3 separate regions of the Mus musculus genome follow, and all the other regions are linked to region 3. A link is a contact called in public Hi-C and promoter capture Hi-C data. All regions are on one chromosome and are shown on one strand. Each heading gives the region's core, a stretch centred on a gene start, on an enhancer-like site or on the middle of the called end of the contact. The rest is flanking DNA. Distances are from core to core; before and after follow the strand shown. Region 1 holds the start of Sav1 (salvador family WW domain containing 1). Region 2 overlaps Nin (ninein). Region 3 holds the start of Pygl (liver glycogen phosphorylase).

Region 1 (3,060 bases), core at 252-2,751, 240 kb after region 3:
CTAGCAATATTTTTTTATCACCTCCCTTATTTTGAAACCCCACTCCCCCATTCAGTCTACTCTCACACAGCATCCAAAGTGATCGCATTAAATACGTCTCTCCTCTACTCCAAAGGCCTAGGTGGGTGGCCAGTTACCAAGGAACTTCATTTCCCTCTACTCTTCTCTGTTCCAGTTCCAGCTACGTGACCCTCTTCCTATTCCTACAATGAGCCAGAAACACGACCACTTGCAGTGACTTGCATTTGCTCTTCTGAGGCCTCACTCCAGATAGCACCATAGCAAGCTAATTCCAGCATTGCCTTCTCACTGGCTTCATTATCCGACCCCCTTTCCAAGCTGTGGGATCTCTCTTGTTTATGCTTCCTTCAGCGCTCACTCTGTTACATACTATGGCTTACTAGTTTTATTTTTTGTGATCTCTCTTCCCCATAACCGCAGGACCTTTGTTGTTATATCCCAGACACCTAAAACAGCACCTTGGATGCTGGGTGCTCAATAAAATATTTGTTATAGGATTATAGGGACCTTTAACAAGGAAACATTTCATAAAAACACAGGAGACAGACAACTGATTAAATGTCTTTGTGCATGGCTAAAAAAAAGAGCAGTTTGGTGTCTTGTTCTGAGGTTGGTGTTTTGCTTCTGTGTTTTAAGCACATTCTCTTCATTATGAAAGCCTTACTTTGATCAAGAGGAGTGAGTCCCAATCTTATTCTCCAAGTTATTCTGTGTACCTGAGCGAGTTAAAGAGAACAAAGTAGAATCTGATATATTAGATAGAAAACTCCCAGTTCTGAACTCTGGTGCTCAAAGGCTTCAAAATTCTAAGACTTAACTGCAAGAGAAGGCATGTGGTTATTAAGAATACATATTAAAATGATGAAATAAATACACTAACGTCAAATTTATCTTAGGAGCTGTAGAAACTCCATCTTCTTTTTTAATCCGAAAGCGCGGATGGGGATGGGGGGCACAAAAGGGGGTGGGCTACCAAGGGTTGGGGGAGATAATAAGAGGACAGAAGAAACGGAGACTCAGTTTTTACAGTAGTCACGCTGTCACCAGAAGAGTCATCTGTGTTACTAGGTGTAGCCCTCGCGGTCCCAGCACACCCGAGGGCTGCCTTCCCTCAGCAACCAGGACACGCGGCTGCGGTTGCGGGAAGCAGGGCGGTAGGCAAGTCCAAGGCGAGAGCCGCTCGCCGCCCAGCGGGCTCCGGACCGCCCGGACTCCAGCTCCCCAGCGGCGGGAGCCGGCCCGCGCAGCCGCACTGAGGGCCGCGATGGTCGCCACACCCGGCCCGTTAGCCGCCCGCCCGTCGCGAGTCGCCGCACGCAGCCGCGTCCGCGCCCGGCGGGGGAGGGGCGGCCCGTGCGCGTCGGCTTTCCCAGCATTCCCAGCGGCGCGGGGAAAGTTTACCGGACGTAGGCGGTGGCCGCAGCGGTAGCGGCTCCGGGCGGCGGACCATGGCCCTGGTGGGCGGCCGCGGCCCTGTCCCAAGGCGGCCTCGGGCGGCGTCGTTGAGCCGGCTGACTTCCCGGGAGGAGCTGCCCTGCGACTGAGCGGCGGCGGGCGCGCTTAGCGCGGCCAACATGCGGCGGAGCCTGCGGGCGGGCGCGGGCGGCGGAGACCCGAGGCGAAGGCGGCGGCGGCGGCCCGGGAGGCGGCGGCGGGCGGCAGGCTCGCGGCCCTAGCGAGGCTGCTGGGGCGGCGGCGGGAGTCGTCCGCGAGGATGCTGTCCCGCAAGAAAACCAAAAACGAGGTGTCTAAGCCGGCCGAGGTGCAGGGCAAGTACGTGAAGAAGGAGACGTCGCCCCTGCTGCGGAGTGAGTGTCGTGGGCGGTGGCGGGTGGGGACCCGGCGCAGCCTCGGGTGGTGCTGGAAGACCGACTCTGGGAAATGCATGGCTGTCCGTGGTGTTGGGGAAAAAGTGCTTCGACCCGGGCACCTCTCTGCTGGGTACGTCCGGGCCCCGCGTTTGCGACCATCGCAGCGCCACTCGTCGGCTCACGCACTCGCACACGCACACACACACGCGAGAGTGGATTCCTTCCTTAGTCCTGCAGCGGGACACAAACTTGTGAGGCAAAGAACCTGATACTTGATACTTGTAGCCACTACCAGCGTCCTAAGTAACACACACACACACACACACACACACACACACACACACACACACACACGAGAGACTTGATACTTGTAGCCACTACCAGCGCCCTAAGTAACACACACACACACACACACACACACACACACACACACACACACACACACACACACACACACACACACACACGAGAGAGAGACTGGATTCCTTAGTCCTTCAGCGGGACACAGACTTGTGAGGCAAAGAACCTGATACTTGTAGCCACTACCCAGAGTCTTTTCATTTCCCAGAGTAGACAAGCCATTAACGTATTTGGATTAGGCTTTGCTCCTAAAATTAAAAAAAGCAAAGTATTCAGAATAATTTCAGCCATACCAGGCAAGTTCCTAACTTTATTCCTCTTTCCGACATATGTTCCGTCCCCTCCCGTACGTAGCTTTTCTTCTCCGTTTAAAATATTTGAGTTTTTAACTTGAACGCCTTGATTCTCCTTTTTTAAAATTCTTGGGTAGTCAGAGAGCTAATCCTTTGGTTCTCATTCTAGGAGCTGGACCCCTTGTGTAAGTTTCCTTCTTGGAAACTGGAAGTAACCGTGTGACTTAAATTAAGCATTACCTCATATTGTAATTGGGAAAGCTGCTCACAGGGGTTCCTAGTATTTGCCCAAGATCCCGCAGAAAGGGGTGGAGAGCATATTTTTCCATTGTGACCATGTGTCCAGCCTTACAGGTTCTGTTAGTAGTTGGAGTGCTAGACAACACAGTTGGTGGGGTGGATGTGTCAGTAACTGAAACCATTTTTAAGAGCTTGTTTTTCTGTTTTTTTTAGGTGATAGCTTGCTTTTTGCTGCAAATAAAGTTTATTAAGCATCATTTGAAGTCATGCCACTTGTTGAGTCTTTTAGTGAGTGACTCCATACAGAATTTGTGTCATCGACAGTTAATTATTCC
Region 2 (3,275 bases), core at 573-3,072, 170 kb after region 3:
TACTGACTATTAAGTTTGTGAGATCTCAGAAATGAGGTAATTTTTCCTGCTTGCGTTAGCCAGAAGCCTGCGGCTGACTATCTCCATGTTTTTAACCTCAAGTTATTGACATAGGAAAGCTCTTAACTCATCTTTGGGCGGCAAGGTTTGAAATTACCCTACTGCGTTTCTTTACAGTGTCAGAAGGGATGTCAGAAGATACAAGCAGCCGACCTTGATTTTTGTAAGGAAACAGGTTTCTAGATGAGAGCTGTTCCTAAGGAGAGGGACCGGCCTGGTCTCTAGCCTGGCTTCAGTCTGCCTCCACACTTTCTGCTTTCTGAAGCTGGGCCTGTCATTTGTTCTGATTCTCAGGCCCTGGATTTCAGCCTGGATGGAAACATCAACCTGACAGAGCTGACGCTGGCTCTGGAGAATGAACTTTTGGTTACCAAGAATGGCATTCACCAGGCAGCACTAGCTAGCTTCAAGGCCGAGATCCGGCACTTGTTGTAAGTTGAGCAGAAGGTTCGCTGGTCTGTTTCCTTTACTTGTGTCTCCCATATCACCAGGCACCTTTCCCCACCCACAGGCCAATGTGGCCGTCTTCCATCTCTAACTGTTAAACAGTTACCCTCCTGAGCTGAAGGGAATTGCGCTGGGGCTCTGATTGGCTGCAGCATGTGAAGGGAACCATGGAAAACCTTTTTGTTTGGGGAGGGTTTTGGTTGTCTTGGTTTTGTGTTTGTACTGAGGCGAGCCAGATGAGAGGGCTTTTTTTTTTTTTTTGGGTCTCCTGGTTGCTTGGAAACGGCTTCCTACTAACTCACTTTATTTCTAATTCTAGAGAACGAGTTGACCAAGTAGTCAGAGAAAAGGAGAAGCTACGGTCGGACCTGGACAAAGCAGAAAAGCTGAAGTCTCTCATGGCTTCCGAGGTGGACGATCACCACGCGGCCATTGAGCGGAGGAATGAATACAACCTCAGGTGTGGCCAGAGGGCCGAGGTTCAGCATCCTCCCCCATCCCTCCCAAACCCCTGCTTCTCCTCTCTAGCCCCATTCTTCTGGCCCCTGCTCCTGGCAGGGTGAGACCAGAGCTGACTGCAGAGGTCTAGCTGCAGCCCAGCCACTGGGAAGGCAGGACACGTTAGGCATTTTCTCTATGCGTCTGTCTCCAGTTTTGGAATGTCCATATACTGTCCTCCAAGGGATCCACAGGCCACCTATTGATTTTCCTGTTGTCCTTGCTTATAGGAAACTGGATGAAGAATACAAGGAGCGCATAGCAGCCTTAAAGAACGAACTCCGCCAGGAGAGGGAACAGATGTTGCAGCAAGTGGGCAAGCAGCGGGTGGAGCTGGAACAGGAAATTCAAAAGGCCAAGACGGAAGAGAATTACATCCGGGACCGCCTTGCCCTCTCCCTGAAGGTAATCTCTTGGTAGCGCCATGGCCTGGGTCTATGCTAGGTATCTGCACAGAGCACTGTCGTTCCCTGAGGGCACAGATAGGGCTAAACCCAAGGATTCTCCCTAGCCGTGGCCTAGATGTGGTGGCGGCCTTGGGGTGTGGAGTGGACAGCGTTCATGAGTATATCCTGTTCTTCACAGTCTTCCCGCTTCTCCTCAGGACTGGGTGGAACTTGGCTGAAAACCTCAATTCCAGAGCTGCTGCCCTAAGCTTCTCCTTAGCCTCAGCCTCTCCCTCCCCTTCCTGTCTACCTCCCATTCTTATTCTCTGGACATCACCAAACATGATTTTCCTCTTGTGATCTTCCCTCCTCTGTCCTAGTGGAAGAAGGTGACCTTCTCTTTTCTGGGCTCTCATACCAGATAGCATAGTACTGGGCCTTTGGGCATAGTACCACTGCCTACAGGAAAACCTGGATGATGTTACTCAAGCCTGTTTCCCAATGTGCAGATGGTCACATAATAGCTCTTACTCATTACCTTGGTGTGGCTATCATACCAGATGGTACAAGTAAGCTGTCTACAGAATAACTGGTTCAGGGAAAATGTTCGCTATCATGAGGTGCCCCCGGGTCCACACAACAACTGAGGAAAAGCCAAGGCAATGAGCAGTTTCTGCCATCTCCTGAATTCTCCTAATCATCAGCAGCATCAATTGCTGAAAGTCCCAGAAATTAAAATTCTTAGCCATCTGCCCTCAGTACCACTCTTTAAGTCATGTTGGTGTTCTGAAATAATATACATATCTGTGTTTTCCAGTGGCCCCTGTGAAAGGGTCATTCAATTCCCAAAGGGGTCACGACCAACAGGTTAAGAGTCACTGCTCTAACCTCGGCTCCTTCCAGTGCCCCGCCCCTCCCCTCCCCTCCCACTGCAACTCCCGTGAGCCCCCTGTTCCTCCTGTGTGCTCCTTTGTCATGTCCCCAACACCACAGGCCATCTTCCCTTTCCATTCCCATTACACCCCCTTTCCTGTTCGGCTTGCTTTACTGTGGTGGCTAGGTGCCACACTGTCCCCTGTGTTCAGTAGCGATATCTGATTTAGCCTCCAGGGCAGCAGCCAGTGTCTGGAAGGCAGGGCTTGCTCCTTGTTCAGCATGTGAGTGTGGGGACTCTATTTTAATAAACTTAATTTTATTTTTTTACTTACCCACTCTACATCCTGCTCCCTGCTCCCCTCTGTCACCCCTCCCACAGCCTTCCCTCACCCCCTTCCCTTCTCCTCTGAGAGGGTGGGGCCTCCCTGGGTATCCCCCACCCTTCGAGGCAGACAGTGTGGGTATCCTTTGAGAGGCAGAAGCCCTAGAGTTGATATTGGAGGGGAAGGTAGCATCTTTTTGAAGGTTTAAGTACATTTTTTTAAAACTCCATATTGCTATGTTAGAGTGTGAACTAGAATACATAAAGACATCCTGGCTCTCCGTGCTTTTGGCAAAATGTACTCTGAGAGTAGCATTCTTCCAATCAGCCTTTACCACTGGAGAAGAAAGAAAATATGTCAAATGGCAAGCTCTATGTTTTTTTTAAACAAATGTGGATGAAATCTTTCTAGAGTATTATGAAAGATCTTTTTCTTTTTAACGGGAGAAAGTTTGTGAGTTTCAGTTGGCTTGCTATTTTACTTTATACATAAAAATTACGAACCATTTATGTGTAACTTCTATATCCTTAAACCAAAATTGTAGGTTAACTATAAACTATAATGCCCATGAATTATAATCAGTTTTAGATTTACTCTTTTTGTAGTGCTTCTGAGTCTCTTGCTATAGCTAGACAAGGCCTTTCTTCCTTCCTTCCTTCCTGTTAACATTAATTGGTTTGGTGGG
Region 3 (3,116 bases), core at 566-3,065:
CTTTAAAAAAATTAAAAAGAAAAAAAAGCTAGGTTTTGCAATCTGCCAAAGGACCTGCTCACTGGGATTTCCTTCCCACTTCATCATTTGCCTCTTAGTTTTATTTTTTTATTAGATGTTTTCTTCATTTACATTTCAAATGCTATCCCGAAAGTCCCCTATACTCTCCCCCCAACCTGCCCTGCTCCCCAACCCACCCACTCCCACTTCCTGGCCCTGGCATTCTTCTGTACTGGGGCATATGATCTTCGCAAGACCAAGGGCCTCTCCTCTCATTGATGGCTGACTAGGCTATCCTCTGCTACATATGCAACTAGAGACACAGCTCTGGGGGGTACTGGTTAGTTCATATTGTTGATCCTCCTATAGGGTTGCAGACCCCTTTAGCTCCTTGGGTACTTTCTCTAGCTCCTTCTTTAGGGGTCCTGTGTTCCACCCAATAGATGAGATTTTGCTGACAGGACCCTGATATCGCTATCTCTTGTGAGGCTATGCCAATACCTGGCAAATACAGAAGTGGATGCTCACAGCCTCTTAGCTTTAAGTCAAGCATTCTGACCAAACTCTGCACTCACTCTCAGCTCTGGGTATCTCTGGCTCAATCAAATCCAACCCTTACCCTGTCTCATAGGACCATGCTGTCCTCAAAGCCATTGCATGAAGCCACTTAGTTTTCATCTGCCCCAAAGGCTGGAGCCAAAACCCTGGAAGCTGGAAGGACCAGGATCTGAAACCGCAGTTAGATCTGTGACAGTAAAACTTTCACTTTTAGGGTAATAGCTGGTTTATATGAATTAAGTAACCAAACTCCTTCTCTGGCCTCTAATAGTTAGCTTTGTTTAGAAAGAAAAAAAGAAAGAAAAGAAAGAAGGAAAGGAGTGATAGACAGGAAGGAAAGAAGGCAGGCAGGTAGGCTGACACGGACCCTCTAGATGGCTCAGCAGGTAAAGGCATCTGCTGCCAAGCTTGACCGCTCTGGATCGATCCCAGCAACCATCACGAGAGGAGAGAACCAACCCTGGACCACTACGTGTCTGTGTGCACATTTGAGGACACACGCGTACAGTACATACATTTTGAGAAAAAAAAAATTGACATCTTAAAATGCCTCATGTTTACCTTTCCAAAGTTTAAACACCATCACATTCGGATCTGGTATAAAGATCACACACCAGTATGTCTCCTGAACACGGGACAACTGGTTCCTGGAGTGCTCTCTCCTTCTCCCTCCCTCCCCTTCCCCCACGCCCTCTTATCCTTATGCCTCATTTGGTCAAAGAGCAGTGCAAACAAGGGGTCTCAAATCGAACGAAGTCTTGTCCCCCACTGAGACTAAAGCTTTCTCAACAGACCCCTTGACTTTTACACCAACTGTGGCCAACTACTGTGGGTTAGTCCAGCCTGGGCCTAGGAGTCAAGAAACCCCAGTCCTGCGTCCTCAGAAAAAAAATAAATAAACCAACCAACCAAGGCCCCCTTAGAACCCAGGATAGTACTATGCCTAAAAACTGGGAAGCAAGACCGGGGCAATCAGGGTTAAATCACACTGACCCTACAATGTCACCCTGGGAAGCAACCGTGGAACCCACTGAGAAGAGGCAATGGCTTTACTGGGAACTCAACAAGCGAGCCAGCCGAGGCCTCCTTCCACACCGAGAGACGCGGTCAGAGCCTTTGCGCACTACGTGACCTGGACGTTCTGGGAGCGGCCGAGGGGCGGTGCCCGCAGCCGCAGCACCGCCCTGGGGCTCCCACGCCCCCCTGGGGGGGCGTCACTCTGGGAGCCACGGGTGGGCGGGAACCCGGAGAGGGGCGGATCCCCAACTCCCCAGCGTCTCAAAAGCAGCAAGTAAGGAAGGGAGGAGGCCAGTCCTGCAGCCCGGAGACCGTTCTGTGCTCCCTCCGCCCGCAACCATGGCAAAGCCCCTGACCGACCAGGAGAAGCGACGGCAGATCAGCATCCGAGGCATCGTGGGCGTAGAGAATGTGGCCGAGCTGAAAAAGGGTTTCAACCGTCACCTGCACTTCACTCTGGTCAAGGACCGCAATGTGGCCACCCCCCGCGACTACTACTTCGCCCTTGCGCACACAGTGCGCGACCACCTGGTGGGGCGCTGGATCCGTACACAGCAGCACTACTACGACAAGTGTCCCAAGGTACCAGGCGAAGGGCGTTTGTCCCCCCTCCCCTCCACTCCCTGTCCTGGTCTCGAAGTCTAGGCCAGCAGCAGGACATAGGCTCGGCCATCCCTTCCACCTCCCCCACAGCGGTGTGCCATCCTCAGGGCTCCACTGTGGTGTGAGATCCGGAGACCAGCTGGTGGCAAGAGCCCACGCTTCCCTCTCTGGCGAACTAAGCAAACTATGGAGTTTGCTCAGCACTTAACCAAGGGGGATCCTGCGCCTCCTATGTGATCCGTCCAGGTTCCGGGGGCCCTGACAATCCGCTCAGGTCCAGGGGGCCGGGAAGGGGCACAGAAAACAAAAACATACAAAAGCCTAGCCTTAGAGGGTCAAGCTTAGTGTTTAAGGAAAGGAGAGGGAAGTTTAGAGTTCCTCTAATAGTGACCCTGCCCAGGCCTCAGGGCTGCCTAGCTTAGCTGTGCAACAAAGATGGGGGAGGTCCCGGCCCAGGGCCCAGACCGAGTGGAGACTGCAGTTCCTGAACTTTGTGCTGACTGCCTGATGGGCCTTGCCAAGAGACTCACCTGAAGCTATCCCTGTAAAAACACCCTTCTCCCTTCCAGAAGCCTTGTGGAGGCCCCAGAGATGTGGGGGACACCACATTTAGGCAACCAGCTCCTATTTCTACCAAGGGCCAGAATGCGGAGTCTCTGGGGTGGTGGACATGTGGAGGAACACCACCCCATCATGACCAGTCTTGGAAGAGAACCAGAGCTAATGTGAAAGGTTGGGGAGGAGCGGACAGGGAGAGTGCAAGGCGGCAGCAGCCTTATGGGGGATGGTGTGGTGAATGTTTTGGAAGAGAAAGCTGGAAAAACTGGCTTTGGAGTTAAGTTGGAAAAGATGAACAGCAGACCCTGGTGGCAATGGGAAATGCGGATACATACTTACTACTTAGGCGTTTCTAAATACATAAGAACATCGAGAAAATC

What was found. Hi-C and Micro-C count contacts between places; a contact is called where the count stands out from the background. Capture Hi-C pulls out chosen DNA fragments and counts their contacts.
Region 1: a contact with region 3 is called in a promoter capture Hi-C map of pancreatic islet. The contact joins the promoter of Sav1 here to the promoter of Pygl in region 3. A contact is called at or near these places in 8 of 39 promoter capture datasets (the C10 cell line, cranial neural crest, embryonic stem cells and 3 more), 12 of 484 Hi-C or Micro-C datasets (the G1E-ER4 cell line, LSK cells, adipose-derived mesenchymal stem cells and 7 more), 10 of 115 datasets of contacts at active chromatin or transcription factors (bone marrow-derived macrophages, cardiomyocytes, embryonic stem cells and 5 more) and 3 of 9 other capture datasets (adipose tissue, liver and pancreatic islet).
Region 2: a Hi-C map of cortical neurons shows a contact between it and region 3, with 2.7 times the contacts expected there. The contact joins the enhancer-like site here to the promoter of Pygl in region 3. A contact is called at or near these places in 6 of 39 promoter capture datasets (embryonic stem cells, hippocampal neurons, liver and 1 more), 9 of 484 Hi-C or Micro-C datasets (the G1E-ER4 cell line, cerebellar granule neurons, cortical neurons and 5 more) and 3 of 9 other capture datasets (adipose tissue, liver and pancreatic islet).

The regions. Positions count from the first base shown.
Region 1 is chr12:69,985,443-69,988,502 of GRCm38.p6, reverse strand. It overlaps Sav1 (salvador family WW domain containing 1), which reads left to right and starts at 1,501. Exons shown (of 5, transcript NM_022028.2): 1 at 1,501-1,829. The coding sequence starts at 1,736.
Region 2 is chr12:70,052,523-70,055,797 of GRCm38.p6, reverse strand. It overlaps Nin (ninein), which reads left to right. Exons shown (of 29, transcript NM_001081453.1): 8 at 355-491; 9 at 827-967; 10 at 1,236-1,410. Among named protein-coding and RNA genes, the nearest start is that of Nin, 49 kb to the left of the region's middle. Within about 2 kb of position 1,822, at least 19 of the 459 cell types and tissues checked have an H3K27ac peak or open chromatin away from gene starts, as enhancers often do. A contact at or near this core is called in cortical neurons, where this site is marked.
Region 3 is chr12:70,226,382-70,229,497 of GRCm38.p6, reverse strand. Pygl (liver glycogen phosphorylase) reads left to right here and starts at 1,815. Exons shown (of 20, transcript NM_133198.2): 1 at 1,815-2,157. The coding sequence starts at 1,915. It overlaps F730035M05Rik (RIKEN cDNA F730035M05 gene), which reads right to left and starts at 1,657. Exons shown (of 5, transcript NR_045174.1): 1 at 1,120-1,657. Gm38467 (a long non-coding RNA gene) reads left to right here. Exons shown (of 3, transcript XR_381644.4): 3 at 1-146.